3 separate regions of the Mus musculus genome follow, and all the other regions are linked to region 1. A link is a contact called in public Hi-C and HiChIP or PLAC-seq data. All regions are on one chromosome and are shown on one strand. Each heading gives the region's core, a stretch centred on a gene start, on an enhancer-like site or on the middle of the called end of the contact. The rest is flanking DNA. Distances are from core to core; before and after follow the strand shown. Region 1 holds the start of Adprhl2 (ADP-ribosylhydrolase like 2). Region 2 overlaps Ago4 (argonaute RISC catalytic subunit 4). Region 3 holds the start of Clspn (claspin).

Region 1 (2,700 bases), core at 170-2,669:
CTCTCTCTCTTTTTTTAAAGATTTATTTATTTGTTATATGTAAGTACACTGTAGCTGTCTTCAGACACCCCCAAAAGGGCATCAGATCCCACTGCAGGTGGTTGTGAGCCACCATGTGGTTGCTGGGATTTGAACTCAGGACCTCTAGAAGAGCAGTTAGTGCTCTTAACTGCAGAGCCATCTCTCCAGCCCCAAGGAGAACCTCTTCTGCAGTGTTACTGGGACCATACTGTAGGAAAAGGAGACTGCCAAAGTGAGCTCCCCCCAAAGGGAAACTCAAGGCCAAGAGGAACCAAGCAAGCTAGTTAGGAGTTGAACTCCTGGACTTAGCACTGCTGGAGGCCAGAACTTCCTTTGGACTCTGTCAGTTCTTTCCACTCAGACCCTCTTAAAATGTGTTTCCTGCAGCCACAGGGTCCCAACTACCACTCAACCTAAAACACACCTTTTTTTTTTCCATCTTACCAAACCATAATGAAATAAAATTTGTCTTATCTCTGCTTCCTTTAACACCCGTTTTCCATGTTCTCGACCAACTCGACATGGTTTTCTGGGTCCAGACTACCCTGACTTTTCTGTAACACACCAGTGTCCTAGTCTTGAAATTCTTTCCTCTGGTTTTGTTACCATCCTTCCTACTTCTCGGCACACCCCGTCCTTCCTCGCTCCTTCCCCTACCTCTAAATGCCTCTTAACTCGTGGAGTCCTCTGGGGTTCTGACGACGGCCCCCTTCTACTATGTTACATGCTCTTCAAGAAGAACCAAGTCTTCTACTGACATCTGACCTGGAATCTGAGGACAAGCTGCGTTTGCAAGCGAAAGGAAGGGACATGTCTTAACAGGCTAGGGACAGCCCTCGCCGACGCCCACATCGGGCCAGCAGTTTGAGAAAGCTGGTCACGACGGAACTGGCCACGCGGGAACTGGCTCTAGCCAAGGTTTTAGGCGAGGCCTGCGCTCTGAATGTGGTCATGGCTGGAGACCTACAACCACGGAGAGCTGGAGCAAACCGATTCGATCCAGGGGCCTTCAGCCTCGTGACTTCGTGGGAGCTCGCCGCAGGAGCCTCCACCTCGGCAGCCTAGTCTGCGCGCGCGCCCCCGAGTCTCGGTCCCCTCGCCCAGGGGTGGGGACCCGATCGGTGGTGCCCCGCCCACCTGTCCGCGCGCTGCCCGGCGTGCCCGGGTCCGGCTCCAGGCTCTCGACGTGACTCAGGACTGATGCCAGGCTGACGGTATCGTGTGCCTCGTAGACAGCGCCCACGCAATCTCCCAGCAGCGCGCCCGCCAGGCAACCTCGGAAGCGCGAGATGGAGCGGGCCGCACTTGCCCCGCCGCCCCCCGCCGCCGACATCGCTGTAGCTGCTGCCGCCGCAGCCACCGCCATCCGCGCGCGGACTAGTCGCCACTTCCGGCATCGATGCTGCCGCCTCTTTGGTCGTCTCTTCCCCGCGGCCCCACAGCGCCCCCTTGTGGCCCGGAGTCTCAGCCTACGTCCTACCCCACAGCGCCACTCAACGGCTGGGAGTCTCAGCGCCCCATAAGTACTCGCACGCTTCGCTTTGGCGCTCCCTACCTTCTCATTTGTAAATGGCACCACAAATGCGGCCGACAGCTCCCTAAAATCCCGCGGAGGACCCTTTGAAAAGCACCTGAACAAGAATGTTGCCCACTCAAAGCCACTGCTGCCCGCGGGCGATCACCTGTATCTTTACACCCGTATTCCTTCTGGAGTCGCTTTGGACTCGACCCCTATGAAGTCTAGGCGACTCCATCGCTCAAGTGGACTGTCTCACTCGGTCAGCCACTCTCATGGGGTAGCAGAAAAGAGCCTGGCTTGAGAACTCCATTTTTATTATTTTACTGTCCCCTCACTACTCCCCCCTCCCACCAATCTTGTGTCTTCCCTCAGCCGCCAAAGCCTAGGTTAGCTCCAGCTGGCAGATTTTGAGTGGACTCAGTGTGCGGTTTGTCGTGCGCGTGAAGGTGTCCACCTGGGGCACAAATTTCTCAGCCGGCACCGTCAGCTTGCGTCGGGTGTCCATACACTTGGTGTCCAAGAGCAGGGTGTTGGTCTTGCACGCGATATCAGCCTGTATCCGGGCCAGGTGCTTGAACAGGGCATCCAAAGCGTTCCTGTAACGCAAAGCATCGGGAGCTCAGAGCCCTACATCAGGCTGCAGGGGCCAGGACATCTCACCAGCATAAAGCCCAGAGAGACCAGCAGGCACTACGGCCCCATGGTTGAGCAGTGCCCCCCACTATTCCTGCCCACTCTCTAAACCTACTGTGTTTGGGCCAGCTTCTGCTTCATGGTATTGATGGTTGCCTCTAACTGGTGGACTTCATCAATGAGGCCATACTGTGTCTGAAGACAGAGGGGCAGGATGGGGTTTTCAGTTCAGCCGCAAGACCCTTCAGCTGGTCGCATAACTGCCTTGGACCAGAATGCTTGTTCCACAAGAAACGTGCGAAGAGGGGTAATACTGAGGTCTCCTTAGCAGACAGGGGTGGTCCCCACCGGGGCCCCTTGTACCTGGTCCCGGCAGAGCTCCACATTGGACCGGTAGGTTCTGGACTCCAGCCGGGTATGTGCAAGCTTCAAGTTCATCATCTTTCTACGCAGGTCCTCCTCCAGGCGCCGAATGTCTCCCTGCAGCTCGGCTATCTCTTCTAAGGTCTGTGGCAGACATTACTGTT
Region 2 (2,700 bases), core at 73-2,572, 170 kb after region 1:
GGTGACTGAAGAAGTGTGAGTTCACTAGCAGCCTGACCTATACACGGTGACCTTGCCCCCAAAGCAAAGAGGTCAAAAGACTGGAGACTCCCTGTTTTGGGTAAATTTGGGGACATTCTCTAAATAATTAAGTTGTAAATAGAAGTATCTGTCCACAGTGTCTTGTCTTTGAGACACAGTCTAGCAGTTTGACTGAGAAATGTCTCCCACAGCTTCAGGCATCTGGATGACTGGCTCCAAGATGGTGGCGTTGTTTAGGAAGGCTTTAGAAAGGTGCAGCCTTGTTGGAGGAAGCTCGTCACTGGAAGCAAGCCTTGCCTCATCTCCACATCCCTTTCTGCTTCATGCTTGAGGTTAAAGATGTGGGTTCTCAGCTTCTCACTGAAGCTGCCTGCTGCCATGCTTTCTACACCATTGTGAACTCTCCTTGGAGAACCATACACAAAGAAAACCAACAAAACAGTTCTCCCATAGGCCATTGCTGGTCCTGTTCTGTTTTATCCTATCAGAGAGAAGAGTAGCTATTACACAGGGTCCCTCTCTAAGGCCTAGGCTAGATTCAGAATCAAAATAATCTTCCTGCTTCCGTCTCCTAAAATTTGGGATTACCTCAATGTTTCCTTAAGATATGACTTAATCAGAGCTAACTATTAAGAGCAGTACCTAGAACCTTGATGAATATTGTCAAAGTTTCTGTATGTGAAGTGTTCTTGGAGTCCTTCAAAAATTCCCAAATGCAATTCCTAAATATAGGGAGACCCAGAAATTAAGCACACTTCTCAAATAGATGACACTGTTTAAAGTAGTCATGTCTGATGCCATTACAGTGTATTCCATAGTTACCACACCACTGATGAGAAAAACAACTTTTAGCACAAGAATGTCAATTTATTCCCCTCCCCACTTTTTGGACACATAAACACAAAATATCCCCACAGGTCAAAAAAAAACCCAAAATCAAAACCAGTAACAATAACAAAAACCTCTGCAAAATTTAAACAACCATTATCTTATCTCACATAGGGATTCAAACCCTTCCTTAATAGCTTAGAAAGTACCTCGTATCGCTGGAGAGGAACATCCAGTCCAAAGTAATAAAATACATTTTAAAACATTACAAGTCTAACCATACAGAAACCATACCGTTAGTCAGATGAACAAACACAAACATTTCAGCCAGTAGACACAGAAAGGAGATGAATATGTCAGTAGGAACCAATAAGAAAATGGTTGAGCAATAAAGATCTTTCCTTTAATTCCTGGAGTTGATGCAGTATTAGTATGATGACCTTAACTTCCGCTTTTTTAAAAATGAAAGCAGAGCAGCCACCTTGCCACTGAGCAAGAGAATCTCAGAGCACATCCGTGGAGGGCAACCACAGCGGAGTAGAGAGGATGAGCCTGGTTAAAGCAGTAGGTAGCTGAGCCAGGTGGGTAGGCTTTGACCTAGGATATGGGCTGGACCCCGGACCCTAAGGTACAGACCCATTTAGAACATCCCTGCTTGTAAATCATCTTTGGAAGCAGCACAAAGAACTTAACAGTAAGAACAAAGGTGGTTCGCCTGCCCAGAATGCTGACTGCATCAACTCAGGATTCAACAACTAACAACAAAAAAACACAATTGGTTCAACACTTGGGTCTTTCCCGTTCTTAATGTCCTATGCTCCCTAGCCCCAAAAATGTCATTCTTTAGAGTTGCCGCACCAAAATCTTCCACACTACATGACAGTACCTAAATAGGCTGCATTTAAAAGAACCAAACAGCCTAACACTACTAGAGAATGCACACCTCCCAGTGATTGACACATGCATAACAACTCAGTCAGGTTTTTGTTTGGGGGGGTGGGGGGAGGTACCTATTTGAATTGTCAACCCCAGTTAAGTTAAAACTATGCATTCAGATTTGCTTACGGTGGTATTACTGCAGTTCTGATTCTCAAGTGATCACCTCTGGACTGTTCACCCCTCAGCAAGTTCCCCTCCCCCAAGTAATCCTAACTCTTCCATATTTCTTTCCACTTGCCCAGAACAACGGCTTCACACACTTATTGATACCGTTTTTTCTACAAAAGTTGGTCTCCTGGCTTTTCCTCCAGCTCCACACGGATTCACCCCAGCATACTAGGACCGGCAGTGGTGTTTCAGGCATATCGCTCATGGGCAAACCTACAACTCAGTTGCAGGACCGTGGATGGGGCTTCCGGGCACACAGCTCGCTCACTGTTCCATCCTGTCGGAAGATGGCTAGAGTCTCTTCTGTGCATTGTCAACAAGCAAGCCCGAGGCGCTCCTGTGCAGGTACGGTGCCTTCTGTCAGCTGCCAGCCACCGAGAGTTCTTCACATCACAGACTCCAGGCAAGTTTTCCTTTTCCTAAAAAGGCTTCCTTTGTTCCCCCTCCTCTTGGGTCCAGAATGTCTGTGCTACAGAGCATTTTCTGTGCTTTCCCTGAACAGGTGTGAATAAAAGCGGCAGTCAGCCATTCATCAACATGTCTGGATTTGTATTATCCCAGGGAGGTATTTGCAGAAAAAAAGGAAGATCTCAGGGAACGGACGTCTGCTGTCGCTTCACGCCTGTGTTGTGCTTCAGTCACAGGACTTGCTTTTCCCACTGTCTGCAGAGATTAAAGATGTCTGCACCCATCCGCATGTGCTATAGGACTAGACGGACATTATAAACTCTCTCGGAGACCAGG
Region 3 (2,703 bases), core at 80-2,579, 240 kb after region 1:
ATTTGGGGCAACAGAACAGGAGAAGGGAGATTTTGGAGGATGCTCTCGGTGAGCCTGGAAATCATAAAGAGCAGGTGACAGTGGACGCGAGACGATCACATTACTTCCCTTACACGCTTCCTCCAAAGATTAAGAGAATGATGATTATAAAATTCTGCCCATTGTTTGTCACAAACTGTATGGCCAATAAAAGTCAGTCCTCCAAATGCTGGAGGAAGTGCTACAGATAGATGCATATTTGTGAATCATTGATGTATACGGTCATAGTAAAATAGCCTTTTTTTTTTTAAAAAGGGGGTAAAATATGAGGATGGGACTCTTTTTTGTATTTTTTGGAAGCCTGGAGATTATACCAGGGAGGGCCTCATGCAAACTAACTAAGCAAGAGCTCTACTACTGAGCTGCATCCCCAGCTCAAGACCCTTAGGGGTGTAGAAGTGGGCGGAGATGTGGAGAAATGGAGTTGTTTTTTATCTGAATGTGTATTCAGATAAAGGGGAGACCAGTGTCAGAGGTGACTGTCATCCCTCGTATCCTCTGAGGAGATTCTAGGGATGTGAGGTTTTCCGTGCTAAACCTGGGAAAGTCCTAAGCAAACTGGACAGAGTTGGTCACCATACCAGAATAGGTGAAGGGGGGTGGGGGGAGTTAGAGAGGAGGGGGGTTTGGGTGGGATGGAGGATAATAAATACTCAGATCTTTCTTTCCCTGTGCCAGCTGGTCTCTTTATAATAACTTTGTAAGGAGTTTTAACACTGGCTTGACCATTCAGAAGACAAAAGACAAGTCAGCTGGGACAATACAGTCCAGAAAGGACATTCTTGCCTGCCTATAGAACATGGGGAAGAAAGGACAGAGAATCGACCCGAAGAGGTAAAAACATTAACTCTGCAGGTTAGGATTGCTCCAGGGATGAACTGATGGAGAAAGCCTCCACTGGGGTCTAAGGTTCCCTCAGCAAAAAATTCAGGTGTGGGACACTCCCAGAATCCTGGGAACTTCTTCCCAGTTCACTTCCTGCATTGAAATTTCTCTCCTCTAATTGCATACGGTACGACCCATCGAACGAAGACATAGGTCAAAAGTCCAAGAACATCATTCGCAAGATACCTTCTTTCTAAGCCATAGCGCGGGATCTCTTCGCTCCCCGAGAACCCCCAGACACCCCAAAGCCACTCCTAGATCTGTTTGACAAGAGCAGCCGCAACCCGCCAAACCAACGCAAATTACATTTGCCGGGCAGGCAGGAGGCGCCTCCTGATTGGCAGGGCGATAGGGGTGGGGCCTCGGAGGGAAACCCTCCCTCGGATTGGTGCAAACCCTCAAGGTTGAGCGTTGTACCGCGTCTGGGCGCGAAAGCTCGAACTTCGCTGCCGAGCTGGAGACGGCGGGAGCTGTCGCCGTCAAGTTGAGGTTACTGCAGACACGTTCTCCTGGAGCTGTGCGGAAGGGAGGCCGGAATCATGACCGGCGAGGTGGGTTCTGAGGTGAGTTTAGGCTCTGGTCCGGGCTGTGGAGGCCTTTCGCTGAGGGCCGAGTGGGACAGTCAACCCAGCAGGGCCAGAGCGCCGAGCCGGGAGGACTACAATTCCCGGCGTGCACCGCTCCGAGACCACTGGACTGAGTCTGGGGGCCTCTGGAGGGTCTCCATCTGGCTTCCCGCGCTCAGTCCCCACAGCTTCTGGTTCGGCGGCGCGCGCTGTTGTCCGCCCAGCCGGGTCCTCAGCTTGTCACTGCAGCCCGCCTTGCTCTTTGGCGCGTTTCCTGCCGCGCAAGCTCCCTTTACAGCATCCCCACAAAAAAAAAAAAAAAAAAAAAAAAAAAAAAGGCCTTGGCCAGCCTGGCCTGGAAGTTGTGGGGTGGGAGTCTCTGTAAGCACAGGGTGAGGGGTATAAGCAGTTGGAACTCTGGTTCTGGAAGGAACTTGTAAGGGTGTCGCGCGTGGGCCCACAGTCTTTGCCTACAGTGGCCTGGCTCACAGCGTCCTTCCAGTAGCTGGTGACTCACTAGTGGAATTTGGCCATAGAAAACCTTTTCCGTGATCTGTGTTCTTTTCTGGAGCCAGGACTAGGGCCAAATAGTTGCCTTAAGAACAGATTTAATGGGGGTACCAGAAAAACCTAATCACCAAAGGAAAGCCTTTTTGTTGTTGTTGTTGTTGTTGTTGTTTTTTTTTTTTTTTTTTTTTTGAGACAGGGTTTCTCTGTGTAGCCCTGGCCGCCCTGGAACTCACTCTGTAGACCAGGCTGGTCTCGAACTCAGAAATCCTCCTGCCTCTGCCGAGTGCTGGGATTAAAGGCGTGCGCCCCCACGCCTGGCTATGAAAGCCTTATTTTGACATGAAGTTTTCACGATTAGATATTGAACAAAATAACAGACTTTAATCAAGATCTCGTTGTGCACCAACCTGTCTTTTTGCCTCACTAGGATTTTTTTAAAAAGCCTTAATTTAAATAACATTATTTTCAAAAGGTGGCTGACTTCATAAGCCACACTTTTGCTGACTCTTACTAGAAAGAGAGAAAGAAAGAAAGAAAGAAAGAAAGAAAACAAACATAAAAGTAGGAGACAAAGACAGGGAGGCAAAGTTAGAAGAATGGTATGTGAGCACAATTATGACATGAGTGAGTGTGTGTGTGTGTGTGTGTGACTATCACAGTGGGATCTGAAGGATGGCTCATAAATAAAGACATTTGTTTTGAA

What was found. A called contact is a pair of places that touch in the nucleus more often than the background predicts. HiChIP or PLAC-seq counts read pairs in DNA pulled down with a chosen protein or histone mark.
Region 2: a Hi-C map of bone marrow-derived macrophages shows a contact between it and region 1, with 35 read pairs. The contact joins the enhancer-like site here to the promoter of Adprhl2 in region 1. A contact is called at or near these places in 6 of 39 promoter capture datasets (the 3T3-L1 cell line, the C10 cell line, the HPC-7 cell line and 3 more), 14 of 484 Hi-C or Micro-C datasets (the G1E-ER4 cell line, the N1E-115 cell line, Th2 cells and 10 more), 8 of 115 datasets of contacts at active chromatin or transcription factors (bone marrow-derived macrophages, embryonic stem cells, large pre-B cells and 1 more) and 4 of 9 other capture datasets (adipose tissue, embryonic stem cells, liver and 1 more).
Region 3: a contact with region 1 is called in an H3K4me3 HiChIP or PLAC-seq map of embryonic stem cells, with 53 read pairs. The contact joins the promoter of Clspn here to the promoter of Adprhl2 in region 1. A contact is called at or near these places in 2 of 39 promoter capture datasets (the 3T3-L1 cell line and pre-B cells), 3 of 15 datasets of contacts at CTCF or cohesin (the NIH/3T3 cell line, embryonic stem cells and pro-B cells), 11 of 484 Hi-C or Micro-C datasets (the Ba/F3 cell line, the CH12 cell line, the G1E-ER4 cell line and 4 more), 12 of 115 datasets of contacts at active chromatin or transcription factors (effector CD8 T cells, embryonic stem cells, large pre-B cells and 3 more) and 2 of 9 other capture datasets (adipose tissue and liver).

The regions. Positions count from the first base shown.
Region 1 is chr4:126,320,284-126,322,983 of GRCm38.p6, forward strand. It overlaps Adprhl2 (ADP-ribosylhydrolase like 2), which reads right to left and starts at 1,420. Exons shown (of 6, transcript NM_133883.2): 1 at 1,159-1,420. The coding sequence starts at 1,387. Tekt2 (tektin 2) reads right to left here. Exons shown (of 11, transcript NM_001357262.1): 9 at 2,537-2,680; 10 at 2,289-2,368; 11 at 1,838-2,136. The coding sequence ends at 1,923.
Region 2 is chr4:126,488,674-126,491,373 of GRCm38.p6, forward strand. Ago4 (argonaute RISC catalytic subunit 4) reads right to left here. Exons shown (of 18, transcript NM_153177.3): 18 at 868-2,700. Among named protein-coding and RNA genes, the nearest start is that of Ago1, 21 kb to the left of the region's middle. Within about 2 kb of position 1,323, at least 33 of the 459 cell types and tissues checked have an H3K27ac peak or open chromatin away from gene starts, as enhancers often do. A contact at or near this core is called in the HPC-7 cell line and bone marrow-derived macrophages, where this site is marked.
Region 3 is chr4:126,555,651-126,558,353 of GRCm38.p6, forward strand. It overlaps Clspn (claspin), which reads left to right and starts at 1,330. Exons shown (of 26, transcript NM_175554.4): 1 at 1,330-1,487. The coding sequence starts at 1,464.